Regions from separate parts of the Ovis aries genome. Here region 1 is linked to region 2. A link is a contact called in public Hi-C data. All regions are on one chromosome and are shown on one strand. Each heading gives the region's core, a stretch centred on a gene start, on an enhancer-like site or on the middle of the called end of the contact. The rest is flanking DNA. Distances are from core to core; before and after follow the strand shown.

Region 1 (6,154 bases), core at 2,791-5,290, 68 kb before region 2:
CATCACCAAGTCCTGGAGCTTGCTTAAACTCATGTCCATCCAGTCGGTGATGCCATCCAACCATCTCATCCTCTGTCTCCAATAAAATTAATTTTAAAAAATTAATTAAAAAAAGACGAACACATCTTTTTCTCTCACTTTTGCTTCTCACTCTGCGATGAGTTCAGGCACCAGCCGCAGGATCTTTTGTTGTTATTGTTGGTTAGTCGCTCAGTTGTGTCTGACTCTTTTGCAACTCCATGGACTATAGCCTACCAGGCTCCTCTGTCCATGTGATCTCCCAGGCAAGAATACCGGAGTGGGTTGCTATTTCCTACTCCAGGAGATCTTTCTGCCCCAGGGATTGAATCTGCATCTCCTGCATTGGCAGGCAGATTCTTTACCACTGAGAAGAGCTAAATTTCATCACCTCCTAAACCCTCCAGTGCCTTTCCACCAGAACGCTTTACCTTTGCAGACCAGGTCCTGGCCTCCTCCTCCCCCACTTCATCCCAGACATTCTGATTCTCCTGGGCCCTCGCACACACTGCAGATAAGTCACCTCCTCAGGGAGGCCCTTCCTGGACACCCAACCCAAGGGAGCCCTGGGCACCTCTGTATATCCCTGCTCTAATTGTTCCCTTAGTCTTATCACTGACTGATTTGTTCTTGTTAATTTATTTATTCATGTATTATTTTCCTCCCCTAATTAGGATGCAAACTCCATGCCAGGATGGTTTGGTCACAATGTAACCCCAGCCTGGAGAACAGTAGGCTTTGCAGTTACTATTTGTTAAATGAATGTTAAAAAGTAAGACTTGCAGAGCAGTTTTCCATGCCAGGAATGAGTTCTGTGATTAACATGAATTAGCTCATTTAATCCTCACATCACCCTGATGCGGCTGGCCCTAATTATCATCCCCATTTTACAGATGAGCGAACAGAGGCAGAAGGGGTTAACTATCTTGCCTAAATGACAGCCAGGATGAGAATCCAGGCAGTCTGGCTGCCCAGTCTTAGCTCCACACCACACGGAGGTCCAGTAGCTCTGGTCTGTCCTCAGGCTATAGCCTCAACTCCCTGACACAATGAGATCAGATCTAATCTCCTTTCCAGCCTCATTCTGGCCATTCCCTGATGCACACACTAAGTTCCAGTCCCATGGAAACTTCTGGAAGACCCTGCCCTTTGTTGTCTCCACCATTTACCTTTGCTGTTTTCTACCGGATACTCATGTTTCTTGACCTACTCCTTTCTTACCCTGAAGGTTCCAGTTCAGAGTTTCAGCTCAGCAAGCTTCCCTGAAGGCTTGGGTCAGGTGCCCCCTCAGCGTCCTCCTAGGACCCTGTACTTCCTCAAACCCTGTGTGTAGTCCACCCTGGTGCACACGTGTGTTCACCCATCTGCAGTGGCTCCCCTCTTGTTCATTTGTCTTAGCAGATATTTACTGCATGCCCAGCCTTGCAGGTGCTAGGGAGACAGCCCTGCGCAAACCACAGTCTCCAACCATGCAGACCTAACATCCTAGTGAAGGGATACACAAGAAAGAAACAAAAATATAAAGTCAGGGAAAATGATGCAGGTAAAGGCAGAGGAGAGGGAAAGAGAGTAACAGGGTAGGGTTATATTAGAGGGCTCAGGGATGGCTGTGCATTCACTAAACCAATGGTCTCCAAATTGTTTTGATCATATACCCTATAATTCTTGAGGGTACCTCCCCAGGATATGAACATATATTTAATTACAGGCTCCCCTAATCACTGCTGTACTACTCTATCACATTTCATTATAGAATAGACATAAAATATAGAAATACCTTAAAGATGAGTGAAAAAATTACTTAGGAAGAGACGTTCTGGAACATTTCTCTTGCCTCTTGGTGCAGCATCCAGCATGTTTGCATGTACCCTGACTCAAAGACCCCTGTGCCAGAACGGCAGCTCGGCTTAGTGTTAAAAAGGAAAAACACAAACTCCTGATCCTGGCAAATTACATGCAGCAGACGCCCCAAAATAATCTGTCAGGTGACTCAGGGAATGGGGTTCATTAGACACCACGTAAGTCAGCCTCAGACAGTCAAGTCCTAATTCTTGGACTCAGTTTCTCCGTCTATAAACACAGGGTGTGGTCTCAATCCCCAAGGGCCTTGGTGAGTCTACACGGGCCCAGAGACCCAGGCTCGGGTTCCCTCAGCCTGAACCAACCACTGTTCCCCAACCTAGAAGGAAGCCCACTTGGTCCTGCAGCAACACACAGCAAGCTCTGGTGTGGGCAGGGCTTTCATTTGCTGGCCTTTTATTGATTTTTACTGGTTCACACAGAAAGGAAAAAAATGCAAACAAAGAAACAAAGGCACTCCATCTCTAACCCCAGCAAATTATGCAGAGATTCAAGAGAGTAATGAAAACCATAAAGCATCTGCTGAAATAAGAGCTCCCAATCTTCTATAATCTTTGGTGATAAAACGGAACACAGCAGGCCAGTGACACCCATTCATAAATCCTGGGTCCATTTACTGGGGCTCAGAACACATTTGCCAGTGCTGAGAACCCATTCTGTTGTTCTGCACACCTGCTGGGGTTAAAGGCAAGTCCTTTAAATGTCACAGGTGGTTCTCAGCATTGTCAAAGCCAGGGATGCCAGGGGCATGAGACTTCTGTTGCTGCAGAGAATGTAGATGGTAGAGATTCGCTGGCTTTCCGGACAGTGGCCAGACAGCCCTGTGAGGGGTTAGGGTAGATGTGAGTAAAGTCCATTGTTAGGTTCAGGAATCTGGGGCTCCGAGAAATCAACTTGTCCCAGAGTTACACAGAGAGGAGTGGAGGCAAGATTCAAGGTAAAACTCAAGGCCAAGGCTACCCAACAGCCTGACCCATGAATACTCATTCTCCTGGAAGTTTCTATAAGCTCGAGCCTGAGTCAGTCTTTGTTATCTGTTTCCCACTCCCTAGCACAAGGCTTTGCGGGTGGGAGTGGGTGACTAACATGGAGAAAGGGGTGGAGGGAGAGGAGAGAGGGGGATTCAGTTTATGGCTTGTCTGCTGATACTGAGAACAGTGCTAAAAACAACCATTCACAGAGCCTTAGCTCACATCAGCTGCCGCAACCAGTGCTTTAAATACAATGTCTCAGTTACTCTTTCCAATAACCTCTGGGGAGGTCACTGTGTTGCAATCCCCATTGTTTAGAAAGGGAAGGGGAAACAGAGGCACAGAGAAGTTCAGTAACTTGCCCAAGGTCACTCAGCAAGTAGGTGGTCAACCCGGAACATCAGTTCTGACGGGTCCAATGCTTGACCACCTGCCTGTCACTGGGAGCAGAAACTGAGTTATTGTTTCCGGCACCTCTGCTAGTCTGCACTGTAAGAGAAGGGGCAGCTCTCATATCAAGAGGAGGCAGCGTCCAGTGACTCCGGTGATACAGCCTCCTGGGGAACCCTGATGTCGGTCCACAGGGCGGGATGTGCAGCCAAAGCCCTGCCAGGGGACATTTGCACAAGTGACAGAAGATCCACTCTCATTCCCCAAAGCGAAAGGTGTCAGCACAGTTGTAGATCTGGACATGAAGAGTCAGGACACAGATGAGAAACGAAAAACAGAGAAAATGGGCTGGTGTGGAGCTGGAACCAGGAGGTTCAAGGGATGAAGAAGCACCAAGAGAATGGGCTGCACTAACTGGACTGCACTTACTTGCTCTGAGACCCTGGACCTCCCAGAGCTTCGGGCTCTCCTTCATTAATATAAAAAGGGGATAATAATGGTACCTACCTTATAGAATTCTTATAAGGATTAAATAGTGTATGTAAATTGCTTTAAGCACAGTGGTTGGCTTATGGAAAGTGCTCAACAAGAAACAGTGGTGGTGGAAATGGTCCAGTCATATAACTGATGTGAAACAGAAGGGGAGGAAAAAGCTTGGGCAGGTAAGATGTAAGGAGGGAGCAATCACATCACCCCCAAGCTTTAAGTGACATGAGGTTAAGAGACTGTATCTGAATACAGCCAAGACAAAGACCGTCATCAAGGGACATGCCCAAGGCTGAGTCACAGCATTTTCTGGGCAGGGACTGTGGCTGAATCATCTGATATTTCTAGCCCTGACATCGGCTTTGCAGAGTGTGCACTCCACTGAGGTTTGAGAAATATCCAAGTGGCGGGTCTCCCGAAGATAATGATGAGGTTATGTTTCCCACTTTCCTTGGCTTGATCTCCCGTTACTTCCCTCACTGCTGATTCATTGATCTTCCTTCACTTTTTGAGCATCTGTTGTATGTCATAGTCCTGCTGGAAACTAGAAGAGTATTAAAAGGAGTCTGGGACAGGGCTGTAATTGAAGCAACCAGATGTAAGCTCTAACAACCAGAAGGTGAATTATATATTACACCTGGCCACATCCCACTGCCCACCCCAAACCAGGTCTTTCCCTTTCCTGTTTGGGCTGTGTGTGAAATTTTAAAAGAACAATCTCATTTCTGCCTCTCTTATTTCCAGTTCTCAACAGTCATTTCCTAAGAAGATCACAGTATGGGCTCACAGCAGCTCAGCAAAAAGTTGTTCATCTCATCAGTGGGCCATCAAAACTCAGAACCACAAGGAGAAACCATGCTGAGCCTCACACTCAACTGTCCCCTCCCGCTGGTCATCACTACCAATGAATAGTCCCAAGCCTTCATGCAGCACAAGCTGGCCCTCCAAGACCCAAGACACCTCTCCAAGGGGATGTAGAGGGGATCCATGCAGCAAGGTAGGTTCCCAGAAAAGCTGAAGAGCAGGTGGAGGTTTACCTATAGGACTTATACATAGAGACAAAGGGGCGCTCCAGGGCTTGGCCCCTGTGCGAGGGAAGGTGAGAAGCAAGACTGGGCAGAAGGAGAAGATGGGTTGTAAGTCAGTCTCAGCAGAGGCCTCAGCCCAGCCCACTAGGTGCTGAGAAGCTGGGGTGACCTTCAGAGCTGTCCTGAACTTCTGAGTGGGGGCCCAGCTTTTATACCCCCAATCTAAAACAAAATAGAAGCAGGCTCACAGTCACTGAGAGAGGGCTGCCTACAGAGGGATATGACTTTAGCCCAGATACACTTTTTTTTTCAGTTGAATGAAAGAGTCTTTAAATTCTTTAGTGCTTTACAATTTTCAAAAGTTTCACACACATGATTTCATATATTCCCATAATAACCCTTTTTCTTCCCACCCCTGAATTCCCCTCCCCACTTCCCTCTCTCCACTAGTAACCACTAGCTTGTTCTCTATACCTGTGAGTCTGCTTTTTAAAAATTTTATTCACTAGTTTGCTGTATTTTTTAATTCTACGTATAAGTGATAGCATACAGGCCTGGATGCTCTTTGAACAGAGGCAATTTCCAAAGAGAGCTGCAAGCCCAGGGCTGTACCAGCAATGCTTCAAAGAGTGAGGAGGGGCCTTCAGTCCTGAAAGGGTACTCAGTGGCACACCTCTGTGTCAGGGTGCTCTGGTGACAGCCACTGACTTTTTTTCCCATTGAAAAGCAGAAGAACAGGGAAGTGGTTGAGATGTTGGATTCTGGAGTCAGACAGGCCTGGGCTCCACTGAAGGACCTGTCCCTTCCACCTCTAAGCCCTTCACCTGTAAATTGGGGCCACTAAGTATCCCCACATTCAGCTACTGTAGGGCTGGATAAGACAACACAAACGCCTTGACACAGTAATCATTCCATATAAGGCAGTTCTGGTCGTTATCACAAACCCACAATAGAGGCATACACTGCTTACTCCTGGCCACAGCAATCTTATTTTCTCATTCTTAGCCTCACAGAGTCTGCAGCACACATGTAAATCCATCAGAAATGTATTCAGGGCCTACAAATATATATAGGGAATAATCCCAGGTCCCAGAAGGACTGTGGTGATCCATGGCGAAAGCCTGGCCCTAGAGGATTTGAGTGGACCAAGAGAACCAATGTCTTCTTGGCTCTAAGAAGAAACATACAGGCCCAGCAAGAGGACAGAGAGGGCTGGCAGGGGCTGGGATGGTGGAGAAAGGGGAGGGTTGTTTGAACAGAATGAATGCCCAAGGAATCATCTCTGGAAGCAATAAGCAAACTCCAGATGGAAGTGAGGAAGGAGCACTGGGTGCCTCGGGGATACCATCCTGGTGGTTGGGAGCTGCCTGCCATATTCAGAGAATGACAAAAAGGGGCCTG
Region 2 (6,097 bases), core at 2,079-4,578:
AATCCTTATTCTCCTCCAGAAGAAACGCACACAAAGACCAATGCCTTCTCCCAGGTGTTTCCATCTCATCAGGATTTCACAGGTATGGGTGGACCTGCATGGGAAGACTTACAGGTACCCTCCCTTTAGAGGTTTCGCTCTCCGACAGGCAGCAGAGGGGGGAGGGCTTTGGCGAAGATGCGGGAGGAGTCTTGATGAGCATTGGGGAGTTGCCAACCTGGCCCCACCACTCATGAGCGCGCGGGGGCACACACACGCGGGCGCGCGCACACACACACACACTTTTTGCTTCTTCCTTCCCCTCCCCCAACGATGACCAAAGCCAGATGAGGGGACTGACAACTGGAGATTCTGTTTCCAAAGGGCTTCTGCTGGAGCTGCTTGCTTCTGGGCACACCCACAGAAACACGCGCGAACGCGCGCACACAGACTCTCACAAATACGCACACACTCCCATGCACACACTTGGCACCCCCAGAGGCCGGGCCGCGCCCGCTGCATCTCTGCTTAGGCCCGGGGAAAAGGACAGGCAGCAACATGAATGAAATCTGCCCAGAAAGACTGCATTTCAGCACCAACCACGGAGCCTCCAGCCAAACCGCCGAATATGTAACAAAGTTTTATTTCGCTTTTGGAGTCTCCAGTTACACTTCTACCATTTCCTGTGGAAAATTGAAGCTTTGAAGTGTCTAGCTCCGGCTTTCGCAGACAGGCAGGACCGCCAGCTCGAGCTCTCGAAAACAAACGCCCCGGCCCCACCCCCTCCGCCACCAGAACTGCAGGTTCAAACCCACCCAGCTCCGGCCTTCAAAATAGGGGGTGAGGAAAGGAATGACAGAACCTGCTGGAAACCACCTCTTAAACTGGCAGTCTCCCCGGAACTCCGCCCCACTCCCATCCTGACGGGATCCCTTAAGCCAAGTGTGACAGCCGCAGCTCCCAGACAGCCAAAGGCGGCAAGAGCTGGGAGGTCTCCATCAGGGGGGTCGTCCATTGCGCAGCGCCCACCAGCTGTGAGCTCTGGCCTCAAAAACTGCCCCAGAAAAATTGCCCGTTCCACCCTCTCACCACGTACACCTTTCCCCAACTATTTCTAGGCCGAGTGAGCTCTCAGTCTGCCTTTACAGCCACGGGGCCTCTCCTTCACCAGCTCACCGACGGCGTCTCGAGGGCGCCGGGAAGCAAGCGGAATCGGGCTGCGGAGGGAGGAAAGCGTCTCCTCCCGAGTTCCAGGGAGCCAGACTCCTTCGCCCGCGTATTTGTCATCTTTAAGGTCAAAAACAAAAACCAAAAACCCCACAGGGCTCTGGCAGAAATATATACTAGCCGCAAATGATCGCCCCCCCAGAGTGGCGCTGTATTCTTCCTATAGCCTGCAGGGGGCAGCCGCAGCTCCACCCGGAATCGCGGGCGGAACCGCAAGCTCTCTAGCTTGGGACCATACCAGCCGCGTAGAGTACGCGCCGCGCATCCCGAAAGCAGGAGGCACTAGGTGGGGTTTCTGGCTGTCTTCAGATCGGCGGTCCCCTCAGAGGTTTAAGATAGCAGCGGGCGGCCGGAAGGACGCGGGAGGGGACCGAAGGGCCAACTTACGAGGAGAATTGGCCGCGTTGGATGGGAGGGGGCGGCACCCGCGCGGCCACTTACCACTGGCGTTCTTCCCGCAGATGAGGTGCTGGTAGGGCTGCAGCAGCCCCCAGATCTCGGAGTCGTTGTTGACTGTGTACTCCAGCGTCTCCACGGTGAACTTGGGCGCCTCGTGGAGCGCGTGGTGGTGGTGGTGGTGGTGGTTGGCGGCGGCTGCCTGTGGGGCTGGGGCGGCGGCAGCAGCAGCGACGGTCGGCGGGGCGCAACAGCTGCTGCCCCCGCTGGCGCTGCTGGCTGCGCTGCAGGCGCCGCCGCTCGCCGCTCCCCCTCCGGGGACCTCCCGCTCCTTATCCCCCGCGGGGGCTGCTCCGGGGCCCGAGCCTTGGCCTGGGCCGGAGCTGGAGCCCGGGCCTGGGCCGCTGCAGCTCCTGGGCAGCCCGGAGGCCACGACCCGCGCGTAGATGTCCCGGAATAGGCTCTCCATGCAGGCCGTCAGGTAGATGGCTGCGTGCTCGTGGATGCGTAGCGCCACGCGGCTGTCCACCATCCAGCGGTACACGCGGCCCACAGAGAAGGTGAGGCCGCAGCGCGCCGATTTGCCGCGGCCCAGGCGGTCGCCACCGGCACTGCTCATGTTGTAGAGGGACAGTGCGGCCAGCGCGGCCGCCGTGCAGTGCGCCGCCAGGCCCCAGGACAGCACGATCTCCATGGCGCTCTGGATCTCATACTTGGTGCACTTAGCGAAGCGCAGGCTCAGGCGCTGTGCCTCCTTGGCGATGCGTACCAGCGCCCGGCTCACCAGCGTCGACAGCTTGGCCAATGCGTCTTTAGGCAGGCCGCCGGGGGCCACCGGGCCTGCCCGGGGATCCCGTGAGCGCAGGAGCAACGCCTCCAGCTCCTGGAGGGTCCAGGGGACCTCGTCGAGGTCCGGCAGCAGCCGCGAGCAGTGCTGGCCGGCACAGTCCAGCCCCTCGGAGTCTTCCACCAGGGCAGTGTTGACAGTGTCAAAGCTGTTGTGCCGGCTGTGCATGGAGTCAGTTAGAGGCGGCCAGCAGCTCCCGCCATACGGGGACGCCGGGTGCGAGTCGGAACAGCACAGGGACAAGTTGGAGGAGCGCACTGAGTCCGCCGCGCCACCATAACCCGAGTCCAGTGTTAGATCCTCCAGCGTCCGCACCACCGGCTTCTTACCTCTCCTGGCCATCGCTGCGCCACTTCATGCCGCCGGGGAGCCGAGGGGAAGGAGCAGCGAGGAGCAGCGGGCGCCGGGGCGCGGGAAGAGCCGAGTCAGCGCCGCCTCGGCTCACTTTTCCACCAGCCGCCGCTACCAAGTGTGACTACTTTCGGATGCCTCCCCGAGCCGTCGCCGCTGGAATCCACAGGGCACACCAGGGAGTCATCTTCCAGAGCCCAGGCCGGATCTGGGGCGCGCTAAGGAGCGAGCCAGGCCGGGGGAGAAGCTCACGCCGGACTCGCCCCTTTCTTCCAAAATAAAAAGTGTCTGATCCACTCCCTACTGGGCCGGGCTGGGCGCAGAAGCCGCTGGACGCCGGCCTCGGTGTTCGTAGGACGGAAATTTACTCAGATGCCGCCGCGGCAGCAGCTCCGCCGGCAGCTGGCTCTTGGCTCTCGGCTCCCCGGTTCCCGGTTCCCGGGCCGGGGTTCACTCCGTGTTCGCCCGCCCGGCACTGAAGAGCAGCAGCGACCGCGGCGGCTGCAAACCCTGCCGAACCCCGCAAGCCCTGGGCAGCTAGCGGGGCGGGCGTATGTAAAGCAGGGCCGGCGGAGAGCCAATGGGATTGGAGGATGCTAATTATCTTTAAATAAATAAATAAATATTTTCCTCAGCTCCACGCAGCCCCGCCCCTCAAACACGCCCCCGACCTGGGACCGAGGCTGCAGGAAGTGGTGAGCTGCGGCCTGAGAACTAGAGGTGGGTGTGTGTTGGGGGCAGTGGGAGCTTAGAATCGCTGATGATTATTAGAAAAGCAGGATGATTATCCCTGCTGTCCCTGCCCTTCAGGCTTCGGCTTTGATACCAGACCTGGAGAAGGGTAGGTTGGGTAGGTTGGACAGGTGACCCACCCACCCACCGAGTTGTGCTCCCCCCAGCGGTTCACAATGTGTCTGCTTGGGGTCGCTTTCTGCCCTAGCGTTTCAGATTTCACTTTCCTTTTTCTTTCTCTAGTACACAAAGTATGTTTTTTCTTCCTCTCCTGACTCCCCCGACCTTCGGGTCCCCAAAACAATTAATGCTGCCCTCTTTCAGACCCAGTTTGCCAGAGTGGAGATAAGAAACCAGACAAGCAGAGGGATAAGGAACGGACAGGGCTGGAAAGCTGTCTCTGGACACTAGCCGACAGCCACCAGGGCTCGTGAACTACATTCCTTTAGTAGCCAGGAGGACCCTGAGTCGATCCTTCAAGTGCCTGGGGGGGTGGACTGGAGGGAGGGCTTGCTGTGGTTTACTCGCTAAGCCCTGTCGGACTCTTTGCGACCCCATGACTGTAGCCCGCCAGGCTCCTCTGTTCACCGGATTTTCCAGGCAAGAATACTGGAGTGGGTTGCCATTCCCTTCTCCAGAGGATCTTCCTAACCCAAGGACAGAACCTGCATCTCCTGCTTGGCAGGCAAATTCTTTACCACTGAGCCACCTGTGAAGTCTCACTTTGACATTCTGGTGGGTATAGTTCCAGACAGCTCAAGAGTTTTTCTTTTTTGACTAAAGAATGATCTATATGCATGTCTTAATTGCATTTATGTCCAATAGCATTGTCCTGTTAATTGTCCCCATCCACCAGGGCAGAAACCAAATCTTATTCACCTGGGGATCACCAGTCCCACTGTCTCTGCCAGGGGGTAGGGGACTCTCCTGCTCTGGCTTCCTCTGAGTTTCTAGCTTAAAAATGCCCTTCTAGGGAAGGTAGCCCAGATCCTTCATGTTACAAAACAAAATTCAACTAAGTAAAATTTAAAGCTCTTATTGGCTTTATTCAACCGTTTGCAAATCTGGCAGTTTCGCATGTAGCAGATGGAAAGGAGCTTGGAGGAGCTATATGAAATGAAAGACTTACATAGACAGAATGGAGAGGGAACGAGGAAGTTACACCAGGCGAAAGAGATGGTTGGTTATTGCTAGACTGCTTTCCTCTCGGGGATGGCAGGGGGTCTAGAAGGTAGATTACCTAACTATTGCTGCTCAAGTGATTCCTGATTGACTACTTTAAGATTCCATTTCTGGAAGAGCCAGGTGGAGCTTAGCATGTGCTAAGTCGCTTCAGTTGTGTCTGACTCTTCGCCACCCTATGGACGGTAGCCCACCAGGCCCTCTGTCCATGGGATACTCTAGGCAAGAATACTGGAGTGGGTTGCTGTGCCCTCCTCCAGGGGATCTTCCCAACCCAGGAACTGAACCTGTGTCTCTTATGTCTACATGCATTGGAAGGTGGGTTTTTTTGTTGTTGTTGTTTGTTTGTTTGTTTTTACCACTAGTGCCATCTGGGATTCCATTTGGGGCCTGGTGTCTTTTTAACACTCAGTACTGTCTTGGGTGTTTCAACACCTCTGCCACTTCTGAGGCTGTTGATTTCTGGGCCCTTGTAATACTAGGTTGCCGCAGTCTGGTTACTGGTTAGATTCCACACTGAACTACAGATTCCCCATGCACAGGCTTGACACAGAGGAGGCAATCAGTAAATATTTGTTGTACACTGGTGAAGAAAGGATATGCTTTTGAACTGCTGGTTCAATTATGGATTTCCCCAGATAACCCAGTTGATTGTCTGATGTCTCTCATCTCTGTCAGTCCAAATCCACCATTACTCATCCCTTCACCCTAATAAACGACACTTCACCCTAATACCTTGTAGCTACCATCCTAATGTCTATGCCCATCACCTCTTTCTGTTGACTATTACGATATTCTACCAACTGGTCTCCTCTCTCCTGCCTCTTCTTCACCAAACCATCAAGTCCAAGAATCTTCCAAAATCCCAGTTCTCATCTTCTCATTCCTATCTTGTAGTAAATTCAAAGGCTCTCATTTGCCTTGCAGATAAATAAAGTTTTTCTTGGTTAGCTGGCCTTCAGGGATCTCATTCTGTTCCCAGACTATTTCCATAATATTCCAAACCTTTTAAAAGAGATTGTGACAGTAACTTTATGTGTCAGCTTGAGTGAGCCACAGGTGCCTAGATTAAACATTGTTCTGGGTGTTTCTTTGAGAATGTTTCCAGGTGGGATTAGCATTTGAACTGATGGACTTAGGAAACTGCTCTCCCCACTGGGGTGGTGGTTGTTCAGTCACTCAGTCGTGTCCATCTCTTTGTGATCCCATGGACTGCAGCACGCTAGACTTCCCTGCCCTTCAACCATTGTGGCTGAAGATCATCCAGTCTGCAAAGGGACTGAGTAAAACAAAAGGTAGAAAAAGGAAGAATTCATTACTCCCCAACCTCCACCTCACTGAGCTGGGACATCTCATCTCCTTCAGCCCTTAGGCTGGGATTTA

The links. A called contact is a pair of places that touch in the nucleus more often than the background predicts.
Region 1: a contact with region 2 is called in a Hi-C map of skin fibroblasts, with 2.8 times the contacts expected there. The contact joins the enhancer-like site here to the promoter of ABTB3 in region 2. A contact is called at or near these places in 2 of 16 Hi-C or Micro-C datasets (blood and skin fibroblasts).

Annotation. Positions count from the first base shown.
Region 1 is chr3:176,247,262-176,253,415 of ARS-UI_Ramb_v3.0, reverse strand. All of the region lies in intron 1 of ABTB3 (ankyrin repeat and BTB domain containing 3), which reads right to left. Among named protein-coding and RNA genes, the nearest start is that of ABTB3, 69 kb to the right of the region's middle. Within about 2 kb of position 4,040, at least 6 of the 54 cell types and tissues checked have an H3K27ac peak or open chromatin away from gene starts, as enhancers often do.
Region 2 is chr3:176,178,620-176,184,716 of ARS-UI_Ramb_v3.0, reverse strand. It overlaps ABTB3 (ankyrin repeat and BTB domain containing 3), which reads right to left and starts at 3,328. Exons shown (of 15, transcript XM_027967689.3): 1 at 1,648-3,328. The coding sequence starts at 2,791. It overlaps LOC121819147 (a long non-coding RNA gene), which reads left to right and starts at 3,457. Exons shown (of 2, transcript XR_006059381.2): 1 at 3,457-3,520.